Regions from separate parts of the Gossypium arboreum genome. Here region 1 is linked to region 2. A link is a contact called in public Hi-C data. All regions are on one chromosome and are shown on one strand. The core of a region is the stretch at or near the end of the contact, and the rest is flanking DNA. Distances in the headings are between cores, read along the strand shown. Region 1 holds the start of LOC108480093 (60S ribosomal protein L12-3-like). Region 2 holds the start of LOC108481588 (double-stranded RNA-binding protein 2-like).

Region 1 (6,924 bases), core at 2,312-4,811, 160 kb before region 2:
CGAAAGACTAAAATTATAAATTAATATAATGATTAAATTATATTTTGACCTCTCAAAATTTATAGTCCAATTTTCCTCTATTTTTTTTCTACTTCTATCGTTATTCTTTGAATGAAATTTTTCATTCATAAAACTCAAATTCAATTTTTTTAAAAGACTTAATAAATATATAATTCTACTAATTCATAATTCAAACTCAATAATTCCATTCCATTTGGAACAGCTATCAGTCTTTCTTGAATGAAAGTTACGGCTAGAAAGACACCACGTGTCCGATGAGTATGAAATCAACTTCTCTTGATTTATAGTGCCCCATTGGGTGGACGGTGAGGAGGAAATTTCAGGCAAATGTTTTTCTAATAAGACTTTTAGTAAGAGTGATATCATCATCTAATCCTTAATACTTTACCCTACCAATGAAGGATCACTTATCCCACTCCACAAAGGTTGGAGACTTGCTAAATTAATCACATTGCAATCTATAATGTTTAAACAAAATTTTCTCAGATTAGTTTATTAAACAACTCCTCTCATTCATCTATACAAAAAGAACTAAAAAACTATACTCTCTATTTTTTATGCTACCACACCAAATACGCTTCAATAACACAATATATATAACATTTCAATAATATAATATTTTAATTTTTAACTTATTGAATCGTAACTATATTAACATTAACAATATTACCAATGTAAAATGATCATTATCCTCCTATTTAAAAATTAAAAATCTCTGAGTAGATTTAAACATTATATAAAAAATAAATATAATAAGAATCTATAACAAAATTAATGTTCAAAAAATATTTTAACTTCCAGTTAATATTTTCATCGAAAGCTCTTTTAGAATTTTCTAACAATGAAAAATTAACTCTTTTATTTTAATTGGTAGAATTCCTAAGTTTGTTCATATAAATTGTTTCTTTTTCTTTTAAAGTTACAAGTACATCAATATTCTAATCAAGGTCAATTATTATAAGTTAATTATTAAAACTTGGAAGCATTAACTTGAATATATATATATAAAAAGCCCACAAATGATTTGTATATAACGAGACTCAAACCTAAACCTCAACCTTTGGTGTGCATCAAAATTGTTGAATTTGTTAATTTTAGTCAATGATTTAATATAAAAAGATTAACAATAGTACTCAATTGAACTAATTTTTATTCTCAGAAAGTCAAAAAAATCAAAATTTAAAATTAAAAGACAATTTTAAATTATCATAAAAGAAAGAATGAAATTAAAACTAAACATTGAGCTAGTAGCAAAAATCAATATATGAAGTAATGCATGCAAAGTGGAACTAGAACTGGTTTGCAAGGCATTGAATCAGGATAACTTATGCCATTGCCTGACTGCTTATATGGTGAGCAGCTTTGGAATAAGGTTGAGGTCCCTTCTAATGTCAGCCAAGGTTTACTATTAACGCTGAAGCGTATGGTTTGAAATGGTTAAACAAGTTGTTCCAGGCCTACATGACGATTGATCATGAGTATTCTTCATTCCTAACCCCTAAACCCATAACCTTACTAACATGCCTCACAACACAATTATACTCAATTAAGAATTTTGGTCCCTCCATCCATAGGTTTAATTATGATTTTGGTCCCTCAATTATACTCATTTGAGTTTTAATGTACTTTGACATAATTTATTTTTTTCCTACCTTTATACTGTCATTAATTAATCCAAATAGGTAATATAGCTAAAAACACCCTTTCCAACAACAACAAAAAAATCCATATCAGCATAAAGTGTTAGCTATTTGGTATAACTAATACCATAATCAAACTAGAGAGACCAAATTTAAGTACAAGGACAAAATTGAGAATTTGAGAATACTAGAGGGAAGACCGAAATTTACACAGATGCTAAGCTTTCTGATAGCCCACAACACAATAATACATTTATTCAGGATGCAATAATGAATCAAATAAATCACTGATAAGTCAAACATTTAGCAATGAAGCTAAACCAGCTAAACAGACAAATGATGTTAAGCATGTAAAAATCGTTAGACCAATAAACCTGTAAATTGAATGGATCGGTTTTAAAATTTTCGGATTATTTCTGCTCCAGGTCTTCATTTAAGGTTTGGGAGGCTGAGGTTTTTTTAGACCGGGTCAATACAAGTTCAATCATTTTGGGTTCAAGCCGGTTTAGGGTTTCGGAGCAAAATTCACAGGTCTAGCTGACAACTTCTCAAACTTTTGAAAATAATCTAAGCCTGAACAGCTACAACTAACAATGCACATAATCCTGTTGTGATAACAAATTATTCTAATAGTATGTGCATTCAGATTCTTTAGCAACAACATTCAAAGATATATCAATCTTAAAAATACAATCTCAATAACATTACTCATAGAGAACCAGTAGATCAATGCAATCAAGTTCCTAAATCACATTGAATAACTTAAAAACTATACTAAAATGCAACATTTTCCATTAATTTCTCACTTACTAAGCTGAAGCATGGTCAAAAGACTCACATTTTCAATTCATTTCCAAATTACCAAGCTTAAGCAAAATACCAAGACTTGCATTACGAAAAAAATACAATATAAAGGACAAACAGAGGATATAACTAAACATCACATATATAGCCATAAAGATGACCCACAAATGTTAACATCATCTAAAATTAACCTCAAAAACAATCTCTGATAGAAAATATCCGTAAATTCTCCAAAACCATACAGATAAACAAAATTAAAAAAGATATGATCTTAAAAGTAATAAAGGAAGTTTACTCACTCGAGAGGAACATCAACATCACCATCATCAATCTCCTGCTGCAAATCTTTAGGGTCTTTACCATCGACGGTACACCCAACGGAAACACAGGTGCCCAGAATCTCCTTCACCGTCCCTCTCAAATCCTTAGCCATGGACCTCGGCCTCATTACTTTAGCGATCTCTATGACGTCATCGAGTCCGATGTTCCCGTTATGCTTGATGTTCTTGGTCTTCTTCCTATCCCTCTCCGGTTCCTTCAATGCCTTGATTACCAGCGCTGCCGCCGACGGTACCACCATGACCTTCGCCTGGCGGTTCTGGACAGTGAGCTTGACGGTTACGCGGAGACCCTTCCATTCCTTGGCGGTCTCTTTAGCGATATCTTCTCCGATCTTCTTGGGAGAGAGACCGAGAGGACCGATCTTCGGAGCGAGTGAACTAGCTGCTCCGACTTCACCGCCGGTGACGCGGACGAAGACGTCGACGACTTGGCTTGGATCAAATTTTGGCGGCATTTTGGCGTAGGAAAGAAGGTGGCTAGGGTTTTCGTAAAACTGAAAGAGTGTAAAGAGATGATATAATATAGCTAGGGTTTTTCTTGTTTAATACCCGATCTAACCTTTTACAAGGATGGGGAACAATAGGCGCGTACGAGGGATGTTTCCGTCATTTACTATTTTCAGAGACTGCATTGGGCTGAGCAAGTTTTGATATTTGGGTTTCTTTTGAAAAATTAAAATTGGTAGATTTTTGGGCTTCTATAAACTACAATTCATATATCCTTTTTTTTTTCATATTTTTCTTATACATATTCTCTAGTGCTTCGTCAAAAAATATTTGTATAAGTTTTATCACTAAGCTTACTTTTTGTAAACACCCACGTTAACGAGGTTTCTTTGGTTACACTACTCTACCAATTTATTTTAGGAAAGTTTTATTTATTGAATTGTTAGACCAACATATTCCTTTTTAATCAACTAACTCGATTGATCTAGTTTAATCTAGATTTATATTATTATGATAAAGAAAAATCACTCTACTTAAGAACAAACCACAAATATATTATTGGTAAAAATGCAGAGTCAGTCCTCGTTATAACTGTCATGCTCATTTAATTATAACAATTAAATTTTTACAAAATATTTTTTTTTTGCCCTTTATAACAAATTTTCACACATAATAACAACCATAAAAATACGAAGTGCACTATTTACTAAATTTGTTCTTTATAACACCCCCTTATCTAAAATTTAATGATGCGTTTAGAAAGTCATTTAGTAATTAGATTTGTAACAAGTTTAAATAATCATTGTAATTGATGAATCTCATTGAATTGAGTGCAATTGAAACACCCCAAATTCCTTATAATTACAATAGGGTGTATTTATTACCTAAATAATTACACATTCATCTAATTACTCTGTGGTGTCCAAGCACATCATTTGTAAAATTAGTTCTATTCCTAAGTGAAATAAATAATAATAGTAATTTTTAATTAATATACTTTTCATTAAAATGTTTAAAATTTATATAAAAATATATTAATAATATATTATTAAATGAAAACAATTCTTAGTAAATGAAATTTCATTTGTAAATTTTATTAAAATACCATCTAAATCTCAACAATAAATATTTTTAACATAATTACAGTTTTTCAATTTGAAAATTTACAAAAGAAAAAAACCTCAATTATGATCTGAATGTTAAATATCGTTGTAAGTGTCTTAGAGATTTGTTTCTTACTAGCTTCTAATGCAACGTATGTGATTTTATAAATTTAATTTTCAAATTATTTATTTTTAATTATTGTTATTTATCATTAATATGATAAATTTTCTTAATTTTAAATAATATAAAAATTCAAAACTATATGAGAAAGTAAACTATAATGTTAATTTAAAAAAAAAAGAAGGTAAAACAACATGCAATAATTATAATAATAATTCATGATAAATAGAAATTTTATTTAAACTAATTTATAAACACATTTAAAATAATGATTAAAAGTTTTGCTCAACGACAGTGTCCGCCTCTAGGCTGGTTATCGCTTGCATTTTTCCTCTCCCATCAACTATTTCTTTTTTTATTCTTTTCATTCACTACACGCATCTTCTATATTTTCAATTTGCAGGTCTATTTTTTGGGTATCTTTGTTGTTTTTACAAGTTGTGATGGACAAATAACGGTGCCTGTCATTTGCTAAAACTCCACCAGCCACCAATAGGTTTTCTTGGATGAAGAAAATTGGCAATAAGATGTAACATCCATTTTTTTACCGATAATTTCTTTTAGATGCTACTTGGTCAAATTTGTCTAACTATTGAATGTTATTTATAATGTCAAGCTTAAATTTTAATTGGTATATAACTATAATATTAATTAAGCAATAATTAAAATGCTTAGAGTTCTATTCAAACAATAACTCTATTTGACATCAATAAAATTAGCACTATTAAAAAAATAGTAAAATTTTTAATTGTAAATTATATTTATAATTCTAACTATCACAAAATTTTATATATTTTATGTTTATAATTCTATTGAATGAATAACTCTATTTTAAAACTAGTGCAAATTATTTTATCTAATAATTCTAAATTACATTATAAAAGTTAATTTAGTAATATGATGAAAAATAAATAGTATACTTGTCGGTTTAAAAATTTCTCCAAATTCATGCTTATATATATATAGTATAAATTGATGTATAACAACCGCATTTCCATAACATATAAAATTTTAACGGACAAATAGAATTATTATAAATATATATATTATAGATAGCTATATAGCAACTACCTCTCCATAATATACAAAATTTTACTAGATAAATAGAGTTTTAAATTCAAATTTTCCTTGAATTCATTAGTATTTATTAGGAAAAATAAACTGGGCATAAATAAATAAAATAATTACTATGTCGTGAAAGAATCGCTGCCTTAGAAATAAAGGCATCATGATCATGTTGACTTTCTAAGGTTAACACAATATTTTAATATTTGTATAAATAAACATAGGTGTTCTACTCAATGAGAGTGAGAGGCAAGACTATATTTAAATCCTCTTAATAACATTTTCTCAACCAATATGGGATTACTCACCTTATATTACCAACAATATCATGTTAAATCATTTTAATTTAAGTTATTTAAAATTATTCATTTGAATGATTTCGAATAAAAGTTATTTTTAAATTAATATTATCAATTTTTTATATTAAAATAAATTAGAATTAGAATTAAACAATGGAATTTTGGAATTTGGGGATAAGCATATCCTTGGATCATTTTGAAGCACCCAAAACGTAATTTTCATGGTGCCAAAATTCGCAATGTTGAAGTAATAGCTTGGTCTTCACTAGAATCCAGCTTTGACGGAGATTGTGAATGAATAGGATTTGTTCCAATTTTGAACATTGTATATCCAAAGTATATAGATACGTGTGTTTATGATTCATGTTAGGTCTCGTTACAGAAAGAATAAATAATTTTAAGTTAAGAGTCGAACTATGATCTTGACTTAGTTTAATTTGTATATATAATTTATTTTCTAAATTATATAAATGGTCATTCAACTAAGTTCGTATTTTTGTTTTGGTTATTCAACTTTAAACTTTTTTAATTTAGGCATTAATGTTTGAGCTCGTTTCTATTTTGGTCACTCATCCTTAAATTGATAACATAAAGCCTTTTTTTAACTGGTATAATATCACATTTAGTCCTCAATATTTACATTATTCTATCCTTAAACTTGTTAACCAAAGCTTTCAACTTTTCAAAAACATTCCACATCTATAAATTTGTAAAACCCCCCAAAAAAATTTTCTCTCAACAAACGCCCCGTTTTTCGAGCCAATTATCATTTCCTTTTTCATTTGTTTTCTTCTAAATAGAATATTGTATATCCCTTTGATTGATACATTTTTGGCTAAATAAAATGGAAAAACCTTAAAAAATAACACTTTAGATTTACTCTTGTTGTTAACAATATAAGATTTCTTTAAAAGTACATATAAATAGTCTTGGAAGTAAGTCCTTGAAATTGGAAATTTAATCTAGAGCTAACAAATATGGTTTTGAAAAATCTAATTGTTCAATCAATAATTATATAAGAAAAATTATGAACATTTAATTTTCATAAGAAAAAAGTGAAAGAATTAATTGAATTTCCTTTTG
Region 2 (7,732 bases), core at 3,590-6,089:
TCGCATGGGACATCACGACTTGTCCCGGTCTTTGAAAATCTGGATACTAATATAAAACTTCAAATTGCCTTATATGTCTAATTCATCTGTTGGCAGGTTATAGCAGTTAATGGGGCGTTTCCTGGTCCTGTTGTTAATGTCACAACTGTGAATATTAATGTTCACAATCAGTTGGACGAAAATCCTCCGATGACTTGGTAGGATTTGAGTGTTGAGATAAAAAAAATTTCTTCTTCCCTTGGGATATTATTACTACTATTATTTGTTCCAAGTCAGGTTCTGAAACTTGAGATTTTACAGGCCAGGAATTCCAAATTCATGGCAGGATGGTGTTCTTGGAACCAACTCATCCAAAAAAAAAAAGAATTTTACTTACCCATTTCTCAAGGATCAAATTTGGGAGCTTTTTCTACTTCCTCTCTCTCCTCAATTTTCAAATTAATAATCGAAATATTACAGTAATTCCTTTTCACCCTAACCATCATGTCAATATACGGGATTCTTTTTTATAATTTAAGTCTAATAATTGACACACTCTTATGTTAGGCATTGAAAACAACTTTTGAATCTGGTGAAGAACTTGGAACACCAGATGGAGTTCTCATTAATAAGAAACGACCCATAATTATATCATATATAATTGCCTAAAGTTAGCTTGACTTAAAATATAAACCTCAAGTTTCGTCAAAATTTACTCATATTTGTAATGTCTATTCCAAACCTGTTTAAGTTTACCTATTTTTATTTATTTATTAGTTATTATTTATATATTTTATTATAATTATACATTTTTTCTTTCACTGCATTTTTAAATATAAACAGCTTTAACATATGTTTAATATTAAATTATAATATAATATATTTTATGTTTTATATGATATAAATCACATCATATATAACAAAAAGAAGAAAATAATATATTATAAACTTTAAAATAGGTTGGGTCAAACCGAGTTTAAATCTCTTTCTATATTTTAAATGTTTTTATTTTCAAATTCATTTTTAACTTAACCTTTTAGTCAACATTTTCAAAGAACAAGTAGCTTTATCCTTCAACAAATTTAGCAATTAATTGCGTATTTTTATTAATATATATATTCATATGGATTTTTTGAAGAAAACAATGTTCAAACATAAAATTTTATGTAATCATTCTCCAACTAGTAATGAATAAGAATGATGTAGAATTACAGTTTCTTACAATCACTTCTCATCATGTTGAAATGATTTTTAAAAAATATCCAACCGGCAGAGGCGAAGCTAGAAAATTTTTTTAGGGGAGGCGGATGAAATTTTAATTTTTTATAATTTATATTTTTATAATTTGTAAAGGATTAAATTGAATTTTTATAATTTTAGGGGAGGCAAAGTACAATTTTACCTTTACTAATTTAAAATTTTTAAAAAATTTCAAGAGCTTAAAATGAAAATTTCTATTTTAGGGGAACCGGGGCCCATGCCAGCCCCTGGTTACTCCCCTGCCAACCGGAGTCTATTTGAATTAATTACTGATGTTATAAAAATAAAGAAAACAAAATTATGTGAAATAAGTAAATAGAATAATTTGAGCATAATGGATTACCAAAGTGCTGGCCAATCACTGCAATATGAAGAATGGAGAGTCCATCATGATCTCTAGTGTAATGCTTGTGAAGATTTCCTCCCATTCCTTCAATCTGTGTAGCCAAGTACTTCACCATCGACAAGTTGCCATATTCGACAGCTCTGAACAATGGGGTTTCCCCCAACTTGTCCCGATCCGCCAGTATCTCTTCCCTCTCCCGTATATAATCTTCATGATATGCAAGCCGTCAGAGAACAATACCTCCTTCATTAACAAATCAGCTGCTTCGGCTTTGGCAGTGGTGACCAGTTCATGGAGGATGGTGTTCCCATAAACGTTCTTCACCTTCAACACCTTGCACTTCTTTGTTTGCGGCACCAACTTAACCAGGGTTTGAAGCATTGCTCCACTTCCTCTGTAAGCTGCAACGTGAAACATATGTATCTCCACAAGCCGTGATTGGGTTGAACAAGGCCTCATGGTTTTCCTTGTAAGTCGCTGCCAACCACTGATCGTGGTTTGCCAAAAGAGTTGTCGTAAGCCACTCTCATTTCATGGAATTTGTTGTTCATCTCGGATTTGGAGATCATTATTTCTTTCTCCATTCCCATTGATGAAATTTTGTTATATAACTTATATAACTACAATCTCTCTAGCCCCTACTTTCTTACCCAATGGCATTGAGAAACCACACAACTATTTAGCTTTTGAGTCTCGAAGTACACCTCCAAATGGACACATGAAATTCATCATTGGACACTAGCCCATTTGTATTATGCTTTATACAATCCTTCCAGACAATACCAATTCAATAAAAAGCGCATGGATTTAGGATGATCCAATTTCAAATTCGCCTCTGCATTACTCCTCGTCCACGTATAGCCTGTATCCACAAAAGCTTGATCACAACTTTGAGAACCAAAATAACATTTTAAACATTTTTTTTCATATAATGTATGTTTTGTGATATTTATGTTGATTATACAATTACTTATCTTTTAAATTTTATTTCAAATATATAATGTTATATTTTTGAATTCATGATAATTATATTTTAATAGTTAAAATATAATTTATATATTGAAATTAAAATTTACAAAGAATTAAAATTAACTACTTAAAATTTATATTTCAGCTATCAAAAATTAGTAATAAATTAAAATAAATAATTTTCTCATATTTTTATTGAAATATCATACTATTAATGAATTTAAATATCATTTAAATATATATTTACTTTTCAACATTATATCTAAGATCAAAATTTTAACTTCTTAAAATATTTTTAACAATAATACTTCAATTTTAAACCAATTTTTTTAAAAAAATCGGTAGCAACGTAATTTTATTTATAGAAGTTTTACATAGTGTTGTAATAATTAACCCATTAATAACTAATTGGCATAATAAAAATTTAGTCTTTAATTTTTATATTTTTATTAATTTGACCCTTTTTTTAACTAAGTTTGACCCTTAACCTTTTAAAAAAATCGAATTTAACCATCAACCTTTCTAAAAAGTAGAATTATTATTTTGAAAGATTAATAATCAAATTTAACTAAAAAAGAGAATAAAGATCAAATTGACAAAAGATATAAACATTTAAAACTAAATTTGTTATTAAACCCTAAATAGTTATAACAATTATTTCAACAACTAACATGTGTAGATTTAAGTATGTTAAAACACAATTTTTTGAGTTATAAATAAAAGTAAATATCATATTAAAATTTATATTACATTACAGTAAAGATATATACTTTTATTTTGCTTATAACAAAAGAAAAATCTATATATTATAAAGTTGTAAGTAAATTTAACTCTTTCAAAATAAACTCACCAATTAAATCTTTATATTATTGCGAAATAAGTAAATAAAGATAATTAAATAAGATTAATATATATTTTTAAAATACTTTATTTAAAAATCTCTAAAGTTTTTAAAGGAAAACGAAAAAGTACGAAATCGTTTGAACCTTCGGTTTTGATTTAATCGATTTTATAACTTAAAAATATAAATTAATAATAATTAATATAAAAGTATAATATTTTAAAATAAAAAATATTTATAATATATAAAAGCACGAGAAAATTCTGAATTAATTTACCATATTATTAAATAACTAATTTTAAAAAAATAGATATAACAATTTATTAATATTTTACTAATTACGATGTGATAATAATAAAAATATCATTATTTAACAAATAATTAATAAATAGTATATTAATATAGTAGAATAATTATTTGGTGCAGTGATGAAAAATTTTAACTATTGTTCGACTCTCCGTGGACCTTCTCACTCCCTCGCCGCTGGAATCCTAGTAAGTTCTTTCTCAAATCTTCCGCTAATGGTGCGCCTTTTTTTTGTTTTTTTTTGGTCTTTCTATGCTAAATTGAGCCGTGGGGTGTGATCGGTGTTAGCCTGCTCCGCCGTCGTGATCGCCGGAGGTTCAGCTCAGCTAGTCGTAGGGAATTACTAGAATGCCCTTCAATAGTTAATGATTTAGCAGAAGGCAGTGGGGTTTTCTTGGCTTTTTTTCAGATGATGGAAGCGAAAACTTAATTAATTTTTGAGGGAAATAAAAATGGGATTCAATCTTATGATTTTTCTTCAATTTTTTTTCTCTCTGATATTCTGGGAAACTGCTGTATTTTGATTATATGGGTTCTGTAGGTGTAATTAATGGCTTAATCATGGGTATTTTGGTCATAAAAATGTTTCATTTCAGGCCATCTCAATTGACTGCCCGAGGATAAAACGGTAGAGAAGGCAAAATTTAATTTGGTGTCTCAATCTCTTGCAGACTTTAATTAGTTCAAGTAGGTGTATGAACATTTGTCTGCGCAACAGAAAAAAAAAATGAAAAAGAAATGTGATATGCAAATGTTATTGTAGGTTAAAAGAACGTGTTTTTTCGGGACAGGTTTTATGGGAAGAGTGGGTTCGGTTTCGTGTTGGCAATGCTTCCTAGAGAAACGGGTAGTTTTCCTTTAGCAAATGATCAAAGTTATCATTTTTAATTTTGTATGAATTGTTTTTGTTGAGACACGAGTGTTGGTGCATTATTAATATGAATTGCCTTTTTCGGCATAGTGAAAAGCATGTAAATACGAGCAAAATGGGGTGCTTGGACTTAGGTTGGGGGATCGTGTAGAACTACAAGGATGAGAGGCATTTTAGTTAATTGTTTCATATGAAGCTACGCACCTTCAGTGAATTGGCAAATTCTTGATGATTTTTGTTGTGTTTATATCTCAATTTTCTCGAATATGCCTGTCTGGATATCTCGAGTTTTATTGAGATTGATACTGATCCGGCCTTGTTATGTTAGGATGAGACAGGAGTTTATAAGAACTCTTACAGGAAATTGCAGAAAGAGTTGGGGCTCCATTGCCTCAGTATACAACATTTAGATCAGGTCTCAGGCACCCGCCTATTTTTACGGGAACGGTTGAATTGGCCGGAAATTGGAATCAGATTCACCGGGGAACCAGCTAAGAACAAGAAACAAGCAGAAAAGAATGCAGCCATGGCAGCTTGGACATCTCTAAAACTATGTGAGTCTGTGTTTCATTTTTCCTAGGGATAAATGTTTGTTCGAAATTGAATACTGTGTTTTATTTCCAGTGACGAAAGAAACTGCAAATTCTTCTTAGGAGCCAGAGAACAATGATGAGCTTGAACAGATCACGATAGCTCGGGCTCTGTTGAATTACCAAATAAAGGAAAAGACGGCTATGGCAAACTCCTCCAATGCGCCAGTAGTATTAACAAATAAGTTTCCTAGTCAGAATCCTAGACCAACAGGTCCACAGCCTCCTGCTACCACCTCGAAAATCCTTACTTTAATCTGCCCGAAGGTGGTTCCTCGAAACAGATCTATGTCAGCAACAGCAAATGAGAAGCCCGTACTGACATCATTGCAAACACCTACTCCTGAAAGCCGTGGTGTTCGTCCATAAAATTACAATGAACGCCCTAAATTTCTTTTGCCTTCATAATAGAAAATTGGATCTAGGCCTCCCTGTAATGAGGCCCATGATATAGAAAGCTGAAAGGGCCATCACTGAAACCCGAATAAGCCGCATGAACTCTGAGTATCTACTGCAACACCTTCAACGTTTCATCAAACGTCCAAACCAAATCAAGCAAATCCATTCCCTGCTAATCACCTCCGCTCTCCTCTTCAATACTGCTTCCAAATGGAAACCAACCCTCCTTTACAACACCTTAATGAGAGCTTATCTCAACATAATCCCACATCGTTCCCTTACACTCTTCACCCTCATGCTTCATTATCAGGCACCCCCCAATGGCCATACTTTCACTTCCCTTTTCAAAGCTGCCTCTACCTCCCACTCCTTAGCCTCGCTTTCTTGTTCACCCCTCCATGCCCAAGCACTAAAGCGTGGAATCTTGACTGATTCCTTCGTGCAAACATCGTTACTTGGTTTGTATGCTAAACTCGGTAGCCTAAGTAATGTGTGTAAAGTGTTCGAAGAAATTCTTAACCCGTGCATCGTTGCGTGTAATGCGATGCTTGATGCTTTTGGGAGAAATGGTGATATGGGTTCTGCTCTTTTCCTTTTTGACCGCATGATTGAAAAGGATGTGGTGTCTTGGACAAGTGTTATGAATGGTTTTGTAAGGGGCAAACAGTTTGCAAAGGCTTTTTGGGTTTTTGAGAAAATGATAGAATTTTCGGTTAAACCGAGCGAGGCTACTTATGTTAATGCACTCTCTTGTTGTGCTAATTTAGAAAAGCAAGGTGGGTTCTATCAAGGGAGGCAGATACATGGGTATATTTTCAGAAACGAGGGCGTTATGACTGTTTTCATGGGCACAGCATTGATTGATTTTTATGGAAAAAGAGGTTATTTAGAGTTTGCCTTTAGAGTTTTTAATCATCTGTTGGATAGAGAGGTTTGTACTTGGAATGCAATGATCTCTTCTCTTGCATGTAATGGTAGAGAAAAGGAGGCTTTGGACTTGTTTGAGAAGATGAAAGTGGACGGAATGTGTCCGAATGAGGTCACATTTGTTGCTGTTCTTACAGCATGTGCTCGCACCAACAGAGTGGAGTTGGGTTCACAATTCTTTCAATCAATGTGGTGCCAATATGGCATTGTGCCAATAATGGAACACTATGGGTGTATGGTAGATCTTTTAGGCAGAGCAGGCCTTTTGACTCAAGCGACCGAGTTTGTAGACACTATGCCATTTCAACCTGATGCTTCGGTTTTGGGGGCTCTTTTAGGTGCTTGTAAGGTTCATGGTGCCATTGAACTTGGAAATGAAGTGGGGAAAAGGTTGCTTGAGTTGCAGCCACGACATTGTGGACTATATGTAGCATTGTCTACCATGAATGCCGACAAGGAGAGATGGGATCGTGCAGCTGACTTGAGGAAAGCCATGGTAGAAGCAGGCTTAAAAAAATTTCCAGCTTATAGCTTCATTGATTCCATGTAAAAATCGTGTGAAAACAGATGTCTCTATTCTTTAACTAATCACATGCATTCTGCAGCAGCAATATCGATGGTAAATGCTAATCAAGATATTAGAGAATTCATTCTTAGATTGAACAATCAAATATGATGCAAACAAATCAGCACGATGATATTTATATATGAAAGACAAATGAAATTCATGCTTGCTTGACTATCTTTCTTTAGCCTGTCTTGACTCGATATGTGTTTGTCATGTGAATGGAAGAACACAAAAATTGGGATTGAGGGGACCCTTATACTTTTGGTGGCATGGACTGACTGAGGGTATTTAAAATTGCATTAATCTCGGGTTGTTGGGCCAAATCTGAGGTAGTATTTTTGGTGACGGAAAGGGAAAATAGAGATGCCTTTTGTTTTAGTGGGTGCACATATGGAGGCTAGCTACGTTGTTGGTTTGAACTTGATGGACCAATAATTGTTTGCTTTAATTGGCTTATGCTTCCTTTGATAGACCTGTAGGATGGCTCCACCTAGTAAGTTTATCATTTGGATTCTTTAAAAGATTTGGTTTTATCACGCTTCCAATAATCAAACAGCTATTGAGAATCGATTCAATTAAGCAGCGAATAAGGTAAAAAAATAGAAAAAAATTAAGAAATTGAACATATAAATTTAACATGAAAAAATCTCTTCAAATAAAAAATCATGGTAAAGAT

The links. Hi-C and Micro-C count contacts between places; a contact is called where the count stands out from the background.
Region 1: a contact with region 2 is called in a Hi-C map of leaf, with 3 times the contacts expected there. The contact joins the promoter of LOC108480093 here to the promoter of LOC108481588 in region 2. A contact is called at or near these places in 2 of 5 Hi-C or Micro-C datasets (both in leaf).

What each region holds. Positions count from the first base shown.
Region 1 is chr1:6,235,614-6,242,537 of ASM2569848v2, reverse strand. It overlaps LOC108480093 (60S ribosomal protein L12-3-like), which reads right to left and starts at 3,561. Exons shown (of 1, transcript XM_017782945.2): 1 at 2,529-3,561. The coding sequence starts at 3,261. The coding sequence ends at 2,761.
Region 2 is chr1:6,075,607-6,083,338 of ASM2569848v2, reverse strand. LOC108481588 (double-stranded RNA-binding protein 2-like) reads left to right here and starts at 4,839. Exons shown (of 3, transcript XM_053018107.1): 1 at 4,839-4,844; 2 at 4,901-5,134; 3 at 5,226-5,531. The coding sequence starts at 4,839. The coding sequence ends at 5,531. It overlaps LOC108483159 (putative pentatricopeptide repeat-containing protein At1g10330), which reads left to right and starts at 3,779. Exons shown (of 3, transcript XM_017786388.2): 1 at 3,779-3,889; 2 at 4,901-5,126; 3 at 5,197-7,159. The coding sequence starts at 5,656. The coding sequence ends at 7,038.